2 separate regions of the Danio rerio genome follow, and region 2 is linked to region 1. A link is a contact called in public Micro-C data. All regions are on one chromosome and are shown on one strand. Each heading gives the region's core, a stretch centred on a gene start, on an enhancer-like site or on the middle of the called end of the contact. The rest is flanking DNA. Distances are from core to core; before and after follow the strand shown.

Region 1 (6,944 bases), core at 3,433-5,932:
GTGGATGGTCATTTTTACTGCTAGGTACTGCTAAAGTGTTTAATATCCACAAATAGCCCATTATTTCCATTGTTTTTAAACAATAAAGGAACAAGTACAAGTAATTTGTTTTAGTGTTAATCAACATTGTGCCCCCAAAAAACTACTGGCACTGAATTCAGATTATTCTTGAAAGTATTCAAACTTTACCTCATTGCATTATTCTTCAATTGCAATAATGCAAAGCGGCTTTTCATGAATGAAGGAATGAGAACTAGCGCTCCGACAGTGATTTATTCAGTGGGATAAAGCTGATTCACACAGCAGCTGCGTGAATCACAATGGCCAGTGTTAATCACAGGAGACTGGCACAGACTGACCCGCGAACAGGAGACTATCTTTACCAAACACACACTTATCATTTCACAGCACAGTCTGTCATGGCTGCTCGAGATATGAGAAAATATGGGATTTCCTCAAAGTGCAGTCTCACAATAGAAGTATTAATATTCAGATGCATTTAGAGATAGTGTGACTTCTTTAAATGCACATCAAATTGCCAGTTATTCTCAGAAGACGTTATACTACTTTATTATTATGTGTGTATGGCTAAAAGTTAAGAGACCACTTATAAATTCTAGATTTATGAGCTGTATATGCATGGGTTTACATGTTAATAATTGCATAAAAATAATCAAATATGCGTAATAATCCTTCCCAATTTTAAACATAAAATTGTTATTTGGAAAAAAGATACCAATTCCAAATGTCTGAAATAACAAATGTTTGTATTTGCAACAGATTTTTGAGATTTTAGATATGTCATCACCAATTTACAGTATAAAAAAATGTTTCACTTAAACACATAAATAGAAATTGTAAATCCAAACAAACACACACACAAATTATAAATAAATAAATAAATAAGTAAAAAAAATATAAAAAATGAATAGTAAATAATAAATATTAAAATAAATAAATATAAATAAAAAAAATATAAATAAAAATGAACTTATTTTACACATCTTAATACGTCACAAATTAAAAATATTATACATCTTATAATTGCACTTGCTAAAAGCATATTTTACTGCCAAGCAACTTAATCTACCAAAATAACTAGAACAAACAATTCTCACAGCCACAATAACATGATGATGATAGAGTGATTTACGCCATCCGGATAAATATGATCTTATGAGTAAGTGTAACTGGTCGTGGAGCAGCTATACCTCTTCTACAGTATATCAGTTCTGCCTGCTGTCACACGACACTCTCATCAGTCTCCATCTCCTTTTAGATGTTAAATTACATTTGATCATGTCTGGATCCACTCTCCACTTCAACAGACGCCCAGCGTACCGCTTGCACTCAGATCAGATCAGATCTACTGCCAGATCCAGCAAATCACCAGCCATTCACAACCTCAACTGATGTAGACACCAAAAACATAAATATTTAGCAGTGGTGTCAAACCATTTACATATTTATATTGCACATTCTTTGTAGGAGTCTTTTTGGAACTTATAGTATATATTTCCATTTGCAAGAATCAATATCAATTAGTTTGATAAATCGCTTTTTTCGGCTAAGTTTAATGGATGCTTGAATAAAAATTATATTGATTATTACATTTGATTATTCAATTACTGTATACCTGAATATAGTTCAACTTTATTAAATAAATATATCTAAAAATATATTTTAATTTGTATCTTTTTTTTAATGTATACCTGTAGATTGTTTATTATATTTTATGCACTCCTATACAAAATCATCCCAATCAATCTAAAATAATAAACTGTTTTTCAAATAGTTATTTAACTCCTCTAAGTAAAATTGTATTAATAATATTGTTACATATCACAGAAAAAAAAAATATTGCAATGTTATATTTCTCTAATATCATGCAGCCCTAATATATATATGGTATTCATGGAGGCATATATATTTTCTAAGGTTAAAAATCAAAAACAGTCTGAAGTGATAATGCTAGTTATGAAGTACACGGTTGAGAGCAAAATTATTAGTAGTTATGTGATTTTTTTTCTTTTTTTTTCATATGCCAAGTTTTTTTTTAGTATGGCTGAAATACGCAGTTTTTTTTATTCAATATGTTATTTTATATATATGACAGTTTTTTTAACACATTTTAAGATTAAGTAGCCTCCTTAATAAATATATATATTTTTTTTATTAAATTTATAAATATATATTTTTAAAACTATTGAGCAATTCCATGCAAGTGTCGACCTTGCCATAAAAAACGTTTTAGCCAAAATAACAAATTTCTGCTATTTTTTTTGTGTAGGCTTGTATTTTACAGTACTGTAAAAATACTCAAAAATGTCTGTCAATGTTTTCAAACAACTATATTTGACTTACAAAAGACACCCAAGTGCCAATTTCACATCCGTCACATCCATAACAGAGAGGTGTCACATCCATAACAAAACTTTTTCTTTATAAATGCAAAAATGTAAAAAAATCTATAAAATCTCTTATTTTTGTTCTACAGAGAGCCAACTCTTATCCTTAAGATTAGCATAATTTCTTTTGGGTTGTACAGTTTAATTCACAGAATTTTTACAATGTATGTCGTATACTGTAAAACCGCAGACTTTTTTTCATCACATCCATAAGGCATGTTTATTTCCCTCATTTAAAGTTTAACAAATGTTTGCAGATTGATATTTTTCTGAACGTATAACTCTGTGGTTAGTTGTTTTGGAAAATATAAACAGATGTTTTAATATAATGTTACCATATACTTTCTCTGTGAATTTATGTTTTGAGATTTTACTACTGATTTTACTGAGATTTTAAAGGTCACATCCATAACGCTGGAACTGCTCTATTATGTTTAGGAATGTGTAGAAAAATATATAATATATGAAAGTTCTGAGATAAATAAAGAATTTTGAATAGTAATTATAATATTTCAAGTTTCTAAAGGTATTCAAGGAGGTAACTATGTAATTACAGTAAATAAGATGTGCACTGGGTTACATGGAATTTTCTCAGGCGTTTAATAATTATAAGATTCACCAAGAAAAAATATGGTATTTTACAGAAGTAAAAATGCAGTATTTACTAATAATTTGAAAGATGTGGTATTTTACTGAAGTAAAAAAGGTAAATAGTATATTTACTTTAAAAAATGTGGTGACGATGATTTTTCCTACGTTTACAGGTTACTTGCTGATGTAAAAGTGAAAATTATTATATTTATGAAGATAATTACGAAGACAATTATTTACTGTAAAACAGGGTTAATGTATGTTTTACAACTGACTGACTAGAGTTTGGGGGTACAATATTTAATTGCTTAAACCTAATAAAAATACCATGTACAGTAAGACGTACAATAGTTGGTGAGGCATTTTTACAGAGTGGCAATACTAGCAGATATAATACACACAATAAGCATAACCATGGTGGTACACATGGGTAAGAAATTCCAACTGTACGATTATGACACTGAATGACTGTGGGAAACGTACAGCATGCTATACTTGGTATGTTACCAAAACACCATATTATCACGAAAAGTTGTCTAACTAGCAGTGTACTGTATGAACAAAGAACCCCCATGAGGGAATTTTCTTCTCAGAGAACTTATTCTGCAGAAACTGGTGGATATAATGGTACAAAAGATTTACATGGTACTTTTTCAAATACCACAGAATTTACTTGCTAAACTGTGCAAATAGCATGGTACTATTAGAAGAGGTGAAGAGTGTTTTCTTTAGAGAGGTATTATACCACATTTAACAGACTGAAATACTGGCAGCTAAACACAGAAGTGCATACAGTGTGTCATTTCCTTACAAAAAGTAAGGGTGTTACCATGGTACAGTGAAAATAATTATATGCTGTATGAATATGACACTGAATAACCGTGAGAAACATATGGCTTGCTATTTACAAGGGATGTTATGAAATACCATGTTATTACCATGGTAAAGCACTCAACTAACAGTTTTAGAACAGCCAAAGAGTTTTCACTTGTTTTATTTTCATTACGCAAACACTGGTGGATATAGTCATGCCAAACGCTTACGATGTTTAAACGTGGTACTTTTCCAAATACCATGGCGTTACCATAGTAAACTTCCCAAAATAGAACGCAACTACTTTGAAAAACAAACCCCTCATGATGTAATTTCTCTTCGATATACAGCTTTTCCGCATGCACAAGCTATTGATGCTCATAAATCGCTATTTCGCACGTTATTCGGGTATGTTTGAGACTCACCGTCTATGTTTTCTCTGTCGCTGATGTGCTGCAGGTTGCAGCCCGTGTCCTCGCGGCTCAGCTCCGGTTCGGGCCGGTACGGCTCCAGCCTCGAGTGCGCGTTCCTCCGGAGCTTCGGGCTGGACGACACGCAGCATGATGTGCTGTTCCCCATGAGTACACCCGGTACCCGGTACGAGCAGATCAACAAACGGCTCCGATCGACGGAGCCCCTCCGCAGTTGATGGGCGTAACAGCTGCGGATGACGGGATGAAACACGGGCTCTGCGATCACTCCCGCTCGTGGAAAGACATCAGCGGGTCACGACTGTCCTCAACGCATAATCCACGCGATGTTTATGTGTCGGTAGGTTTTTCCATTCCCTCGCGTCGCTGTTACATCGTATCGTTCAGCTGTCAGTGTAGCGCCGAGCCTACAATCATACACATATACACACTGAAAGAGAGAGAACACCGGAACAGCTTCCGGTTCAGCCACTGACGTCACGCTGAGCGATGCTTTTGATTCTCTTTTATTTTATTTTCATTCATTAATCTTGGGTTGCCACCGCGGAATGAACCGCCAACTTATCCAGCACTTGTTTTACGTAGCAGATGCCCTTCCAGCTGCAACCCATCACTGGGAAACACCCATACACACCCATACATTACAGACTATTTTAGCTTCCCCAATTCACCTATAGCGCATGTGTTTGGACTGTGGGGGAAATCGGAGCACCCGGAGCCAACGACCATCTTGATGTGCCGCGACAGCACTAACTACTGCTTGTTTGTTTGCTGAAAAAGTTTGGGCATGGCATTCATATAGAGCGGGTAAATTTGGTGTGGAGGATTCTGAATGGCCTACACAAAGCCCAGAACTCAACCTAACTGAACATCTTTGTGATAAATTTAGGTGAAGACTGTGAGCTGGCTGTTCTCAACCAGTAAAACTTCTAGAATAATGGTCAAACATCCCTTTAAACACTCTCCTAAACCTTGTGGGAAATCTTCCCAGAAGAGTTGAAGCTGTTATAGCTTCAAAGGGTGGGCCAACTCAATAGTATATCCTATTAGTGTGTTATTAAAGTTCATGTGCATGTAATAAACTAAAGACAACTTTAGTTAATGTAGTGTACAAATATCAATAGGTGACAAAAATGCTAGTATCTAAAATACAAATGAAGAAATTGAAAGAATAAATAAATAAAAATAAGCCTGAAAAGATTGAATCAAGTAGATAAGATTTTGATTTGTATTAATATTTTTCTGTTTGTGTGAATTTAGTTGAACCCAGTTTTTATTTATGCATATTAGTCAGAGTAACAGTATCAAATATAAAGAATCAACAAGACACCAACTGAGGCCTTGAGACAAAGAACCATGTAAGTCCATATTTTCAAATTTTGAGTAATGAGATTTTTTTTTTTCTCTTGGATGGGGAACATTATATTACATATTTTTATTTTACTTGAAGATAGAAGCTTCTCAGAGCTAAGGAGGCAACATTTTTTCAGTGTCAGTATTACAAATCCAGAGTTAATGCTATTTATATTTCTCAAATGTGGAAGAAGGGTATATGTCCAGTTAATACATGTGTAATAACAATATAACTCCAATTCATCACATCACTTTAAACCAGTGGTTCTCAAAGTGGGGGGTCAGGGGTCAAAATAAATAGATTCCTAAAATCTATTTATTTTTTATGAAACCATAAGTTTTACCATATTTTATCCATAACCTACTGAAGAGAAAAAGTCGTTTATAGTTACTATGTACTATATAGTTACTATAGTAGCTTACGTTTACTAGTTCTATTGGATTGCGACCCCTGGGGTAATTACATTAAATTAAAGACGCAGCAATAGTGTCAGATGCAGCAGATTGATTTTATAACACCGGTTAAACTTTCTGTCCCATTTACAGCATTCACACACAATTAAAAATTCAATGAATAATAGACTTGACTCTATTGGTGTGTGTGCGCCATTGCATACAAGGTTTCTGTATTTATAACCACTTCAGAGAAAATTGGGGGTCCCAAGTCACTAGCATTGTCATTTCGGGGGTCACGGGCTAAAAAGTTTTGGGAACCCCTGCTTTAAACCACTAAACATCTGATCCCTTAACCTTAGTTTTAATACAGTACCAGAAACGTCAGGTTAATATTAAGCATTTCTTTTATTATCATTGAGCATTGCTGTTTATTATTGTTATTATTAGTAGTATTATCATTATTCATTCATTCATTTTCTTTTCAGCCTAGTCCCTTCATTAATCTGGGATCATCACTGCAGAATGAACCGCCAACTTATCCAGCATATGTTTTACGCAGTGGATGCCTTTTCTGTTGCAACCCATGACTAGGAAACATCCATACACACTCATTCACACACACACATGGTCTAAAAGAGGAAATATCAATCCAGTGAGTGAAAGTTCTGTGGCTGCAAATGCCTTGTTGATGGGGTCTGAGGAGATTTTCTTGGCACACTTTGAGCCCATTAGTACCAATTGAGCATCTTGTCGAGACACCAGAACCTTCCTGGCATTTCTGTGTGCAGTTTGCATGTTCTCCCCATGTTCGCAGGGGTTTCCTCCGGGTGCTCCAATTCCCCAACAAGTCCAAAGATATGCGGTACAGGTGAATTGAATAAGCTAAATTGTCCGTAGTGTATGTCTGTAAATAAGAGTGTATGGGTGGTTTCCAGTGATGGGTTGCAGCTGG
Region 2 (6,300 bases), core at 972-3,471, 380 kb before region 1:
AGTCCTCTCAGGAACACTTTGCGTGAGTACACTTGGTTTGTGTAGTGGTGTGGAGGAAGACTCTCTTCCCATAACAAGAGGTTTCTGAGTTCGCAGCAGGGATGTGTGGTCAGTGGATGGCGGTAAAGCAATGCCTCCCCTGTCATCATCTTCACCTGCCATCATGAGATGTATACTAATGATAATATGAATATTTGTCCCTTGATCTGTGCTATAAATTCAGTTTCAGTCTGATTTAAATGATTTTAATCATTTTTATATTCAAAATCGCTGGATTTTGCGTATTTCCTGTTTGACAAAGAAGTGAGGTGAGAGTCCAAGCTGTGCCTCAAGTCAGATTGCGCAATCCCTTGCAAACTGAATTGAGCGCGTGTCTTTTACTCAGTATATGCTAGCAATATAATGCTTCATTAAAATGTTTTATACAGTGTAGACATGTTTATTATAAAATTATTATAAAATTGGACTTTCAATTAAAATGTAAATAAATAATGGACGACCAATGCCGGAGCTGAAGGGCTTGCTTCAACAGACGGGACAGAAGACAACTCCATCATTTCAAAGCAATTCAAGTCATTCCAAGACATAATTTACAACTAAAGGTAAGACCAGTGTTCAAATCCTATGTGTGTGTGTGTGTGCGTGCGTGTGTGTGTGTGTGTGTGTGAATGAGAGAGAGCGAGCACATCCGCCGTGGTGTTGTGTATTTCTCTGATAGTTGTCTGTAGCATCCAGCTGGGTGTTTTTGGTAGGGCATGTTGAATCACTATACATTTACATTCTTCCTTGGCCCTACATGTACCTGCTATGTGTTTGGAAAGAATGCTGATATGATGATATATGAAACACAATCATTAGTTGGCAAATATATTGAGTGGATATGTTTCTAAATCTGACTTTGAAAGAGTCAGTGCCTCACCAGCCACAAACCTCACCGCACGTCACTGATATATATATATATATATATATATATATATATATATATATATATATATATATATATATATATATATATATATATAATAAATCCTGTCTTGATGCAGAAGGTGGAGAAACATTGCTTTCAAAGTTTCAAGATATAGTTACGTGGGAAAAGATAAATTCAACCTGAAAGTAATTAAACAATGTTGGTCACATTTTTGAATAATGATTTTTGATTTTATGATAGTCTCATGTGGTGTAAATTATGTTATTCTTGAAGGCAAACTTGATTTAAAATTCCTCATTCTAGTTCTAGCCTTGTATTCTTTGAGTGATAAAACAGCTGTACCAAATCATCACCACAAGATGTCAGCCAACTCTCACTAACCTATTCTGCAGATATCCTTTCAGACAAGGGCAACTCAAAAGCATAGACATAAAGTGATATTACATTAACTTAAATATGGATTCAAAATTTAAGCAAATAAATAAATAATAGGCAAGACAAACTATGATGATGGCTTGTGAAAGCCTGAATAATTTTTTTTGTACATTTTCAGTTCAAGATTGTCAAGTTTGAAGTAGCTTTAAAGCTTGCACTTAAAGATTTTGAGCTTGAGCGTAATGTTTTGGCATGAGATAACTCATTATTAGCGTGTTTCTAGCATATTTTAACACATACTGTAGCTAGCATGTTGCAGCACATTTCTTGGAACATTTTCAGTAAATTTATTTAACTTGTTGTAGATTTTGAAAGTTGTTTATATAAATCACACTTTATCCCCAATCCATGCAAAGAAACACACACACAAACACATTTTCAGCCACAAATACATTTGACTGGAAATACAATGATGCTGGCTTGAGAAAGGACAGCAGTCTGGAACAAACCTAAATTGATTCTTATTCTGCTTTTTCCCCTAGCGGTTCTTCTAAAAAGTATGCAGCACAGTAAAAAAGAGGAAGTGTGTCAGGTCAAATGTGCTATTATACAACAGAAAAAGATTGATTAATATGTTGTTAGTCTAACCGTTTTTCTAATAAAAAATAAAGACACAAAAGTAATAAAAATAAATTCCTTTGTTCCTACTGAATATAATTTCTGTTTCAAGAAATGAGTCAAACCAATGGGGAAAAACTGTAATGTAGGCATTGACAGCCCGCTGAAAGCTTAGATGCATGTAATAATACCATCTGACCACGAGATGGCACAAGAAGCCAACAAATCAAACACCATTCTCCACGATGCAATGATTTTTTTAGTCAGCCATGACTCAACATGTTGCTGATTGTTCTTTACAGTTGCAGCCCGTGACATTTATAATAGATGCATCACATTTCATGACTCATCGCTGCAGTCATTAGTAATCCTGCTCCGACTCGCACCTGACCCCTGACACATTTAGAACAGCACATCGATATATGGGCCACCTATCTATGAGTTATTTATGCTTTCTGGAGGAGCAGTGCCCACACAGAGTACTGTAGTAGCAGCTGACGCAAGACTGAGCAAAACTGTTCTGCAGATGCTAACCAGTTCACATGGAATAAAGATATACTCATGCACCCCATTGTGCATTTACATATTAAAAGGAAATACCATCAGAAATGCATGCAGAAAATGGTGGTTTTTGAGAAATGCCGTGCAGTCTAAGAGATGTCGTCTTTGACATCACAGTTGTTTACCTTGACCAAAGAAGATCCCTGTTAATTTTTTAAGCACTGGTACACCACTTGTTTTATGGACATCAGATTGCATGGCTTGTTAAACAGGTTTTCTAGTACTTTTATAATCTACTGTTTCAAGATTAGAGATGATGATATATATATATATGAGATGAGTTATATGGTGATGAGATTATTTAACACTTAGCAAATTGTCTTTTAGGGCCAGACAGGATCTGCAGATATTTTTTTCTATTTCTGCAAAAAAGTTTGTAAAAAATCTGTGGATTTTTGTGGAATTATTTTGGGAGTATCGTAACTAAAAACTTAATATTTGAAATAAAAATAATATATTTTTATTTTAAACTTTTTTAATGCTCTTTTGTATAACAATACAAATTAAAAATTGAGAGGTATACAGTAATGCATTGTCAAATATTAATCCGACCCCCTAACCTCTCATTCATTAACTCAACAACACAATAAATACATAAATACCAAATTAAGAAAATTAAATACATAAGAACATGACATCAGAATAACTGGATACAGATGGGAAAAATAATAATAATTCAAATAATAATAATGAGGCTACACAGTAGGTAGTGCTGTCGCCTCACAGCAAGAAGGCCGCTGGGTCGTTGGTTCGATCCTCGGCTCAGTTGGCGTTTCTGTGTGGAGTTTGCATGTTCTCCCTGCGTTCGCGTGGGTTTCCTCCGGGTGCTCCAGTCCAAAGACATGCGGTACAGGTGAATTGGGTAGGCTAAATTGTTCGTAGAGTATGAGCATGTGTGTGGATTTTTCCCAGAGATGAGTTGCGGCTGGAAGGGCATCCGCTGCGTAAAAAATGTGCTGGATAAGTTGGCGGTTCATTCCCCTGTGGCGACCCCGCCTTAATAAAAAGGGACTAAGCCGACAAGAAAATGAAATGATAATAATAAATAAATTAAATTAAAAAATTATAATAATACAAAAAAAAACTAATAAAATGGTAAATATTACAGTTTGCCAGCACCAGATGTAATAAGCAGGCCTTTGATGTAATCAAGAAAGGAGTACCAAGTCTTATAAAAGAATTCTAGTGAGCCTGAGAGTGAGCATCTCAGCTTCTGACAGTAAAGAATGTCCTGTGTCAACTTGTCATGTGTAGGGGGGAAGTGTGTTTCCATTTTAAAAGTATAGCACGTCTGGCTAGAATTGTGGCAAAGGCAAGAACCTTGCTTTCACGTACTGTCAAATTAGGTTCAAGGGATACACCAAAGAGGGCTAACAAAGGATCAGGTTGTATATTGATTTTAAGGGCTTTATTAAATGTATTAAAAACACCTGACCAAAAGGTGGCCAACTGTGGACATGTCCAAAGCATATGCAGATGGTCAGCAGGTGAATATTTGCAATGATTACAAGCTGAGCTCTAATCTGGAAAGAAATAATAGCTTTTTAACTTTTATTTAATGTTTACAATGCAAACTCAGATCAGATTCAGATTATAGATCAACTTATTTGGTAAACAAAGCAAGTCTATCAGATAATATGTCTATTAAAAGACAGAAAATGTTTAAACACTGTATTGCAAATAAATCAAATGAACATTTTCATAATAGTCACTGTTATTACTGAAATTAATAAAGAAAACTGAATAAATAGCAATGTACACACATTTACACAAGTAAATAAAAAGACTCATGGGCTAAAAATGCGTAAATCTGCATATTTCTGCGTGCGCAGATTCTGTGTGGGTCTACGTATTAGGAATCAAACAAAGTTTTATTCCTAATACGTAGAATTAGGATTTTTGTCATGTATACAAAAAATTCATTTTTAAACTTGCATGAAGTGTATTCCACTGTGGATGTTATCGTGTGGACAAATGCAGAAATTCAAATGCAGAAATGCATTATGTAGTTCTTAATGAGGCGCAAGATGTGTTTGGCGCGATTTGTTGCTTTTTTCAGACCAGCACAACAGTAATTTTTACATTTTGTGCCACTGCGTTTAAACAGCAAATCCATTTGCGCCATTGTGTGGACTCATAGGTGTGCTTGTATATAAAGGAGGTGTGTTAAGGCACATTGTTGGTTGCGTTACTACTTTAAGGAACTGAAATAGACTGCACCATTACTTAGATTTAAACGCTTACATGTTGCTTAATACACACAGTATGTACAGAAGTACACAAATATCTTTACATATTAAAACAAATATAAAGATTAAAATGTAATTGTGGGGTGTGGGGTGGCTTTTTCTGTTTATTCATGACAGTTTGCAGTTGTATAATGTTTTTATTAGTAGCTGTATTGTTATTATTTAAAATTATGCATTATTATTATTATTATTATTATTATTATTATTATTATTTACATATTTATATTTGTTTTAATAAAAGCAAGTTTACATTTGTCCACCTGTCGGTTTTGGAGATGTATGCACCACGATATAAGACGTGTGTTTGGATATAACGTGTCTTTGGAAATCTGAACTGAATTTAAAAATAGTTTTGAAACAAATCTTTGTGCTTAAACTAAATTAAATAAGTAGACTAATGGATGTCTTCAGTGGAGTGTGTACAACACCATTCCCATACTCCACGAAAGTAAAGAGTAAAAGTAAAGAGATAGTAGAGAGGCTGAATAGAGGATGCTCATTCTTTATCCTTGTGCTGTAGATGGTCTGTTTAACTGTTTTCCCGAAGCGTTTAGTTTTTCCACTTAGAAAGTCCTGCATGTAAATATGCACATTAAATGGAATGGGAGTTGAGACTCTGATTGGTTTAATGCACATTATGCTGAAAACACATAACTTAGTAAGAGAATAAGCACAACCCTGTTAGACCATGGGCCGGGGCAGGCGCAAACTGCATTTTTACGTCCTTAAGATTGCAAAAGTGGATTTGGACATGCCCTTAATGATTTTGCTCCATGCGACTTTGCGCCAATATCGTCAAAATAGAACCGGTTGAGTGTACATGGGTTGTTCACTCGTTATTGCTGTGCATTGAGTGCACTTCACAATGTCTGCAATGGTTTCTGACACCACTAGAAATGGCTGCTCCCTCAAATAGTGCACAATTCAAAGGGTATATGGGAGATTATGGAGATAGCCATGCATCTTTAATGACTTGTATGCTTTCATGACTTCATTGTCATGTAAACAGACCCAGATACCATGCACCAAAACTAATTTCCGGAGCAGTGATTCATATTGAATTGGGAATTTTCTTTTCTCCCGGGGCTGGTGTTTTCTAACACGCTCCTGATTAGTGAATAAACCTGAGATAAATAATCTTTACATAAGTTTCTAGCTGCTTTTCTTGGCCTGTGAATGCAGCCCTCAGTGGTTTGTGAGGTCAAGCTGGTTATAAACCTCGGATCTGCTCGACTTAATTCATTATGCACAGTTTACTCTATTAAATCCCAAACAACCTGGACATTACAGGAGGAAGTGTGAATTTTGAATGTTTGTAAATGAATTTTAATAAATGCTGACCATGGCAAGCTCAAAAATACAGTAAACAACAGTAATATTCAATTCAATTCAATTCTATATTAATTAATATTGTATAACACAATTATTCTATAACACAATTAATATTGTGGAATACTATATTGTTACAATTGGAAATAAGCTTTTTTTAGTATACATATTCCTCAGAATTTCTGTGTCATTACTCCAGTTTTCAGTGTATTTTTAGTACTATTTTTATTATAAAAAATA

Evidence for each region. A called contact is a pair of places that touch in the nucleus more often than the background predicts.
Region 2: a contact with region 1 is called in a Micro-C map of caudal fin, with 7 times the contacts expected there. The contact joins the enhancer-like site here to the promoter of ccny in region 1. A contact is called at or near these places in 3 of 18 Hi-C or Micro-C datasets (caudal fin and embryo) and 2 of 4 datasets of contacts at active chromatin or transcription factors (caudal fin and embryo).

Annotation. Positions count from the first base shown.
Region 1 is chr24:4,559,135-4,566,078 of GRCz12tu, reverse strand. It overlaps ccny (cyclin Y), which reads right to left and starts at 4,682. Exons shown (of 10, transcript XM_678927.10): 1 at 4,238-4,682. The coding sequence starts at 4,391.
Region 2 is chr24:4,932,917-4,939,216 of GRCz12tu, reverse strand. No RefSeq gene overlaps it. Among named protein-coding and RNA genes, the nearest start is that of cpb1, 22 kb to the left of the region's middle. Within about 2 kb of position 2,221, at least 7 of the 62 cell types and tissues checked have an H3K27ac peak or open chromatin away from gene starts, as enhancers often do. A contact at or near this core is called in caudal fin, where this site is marked.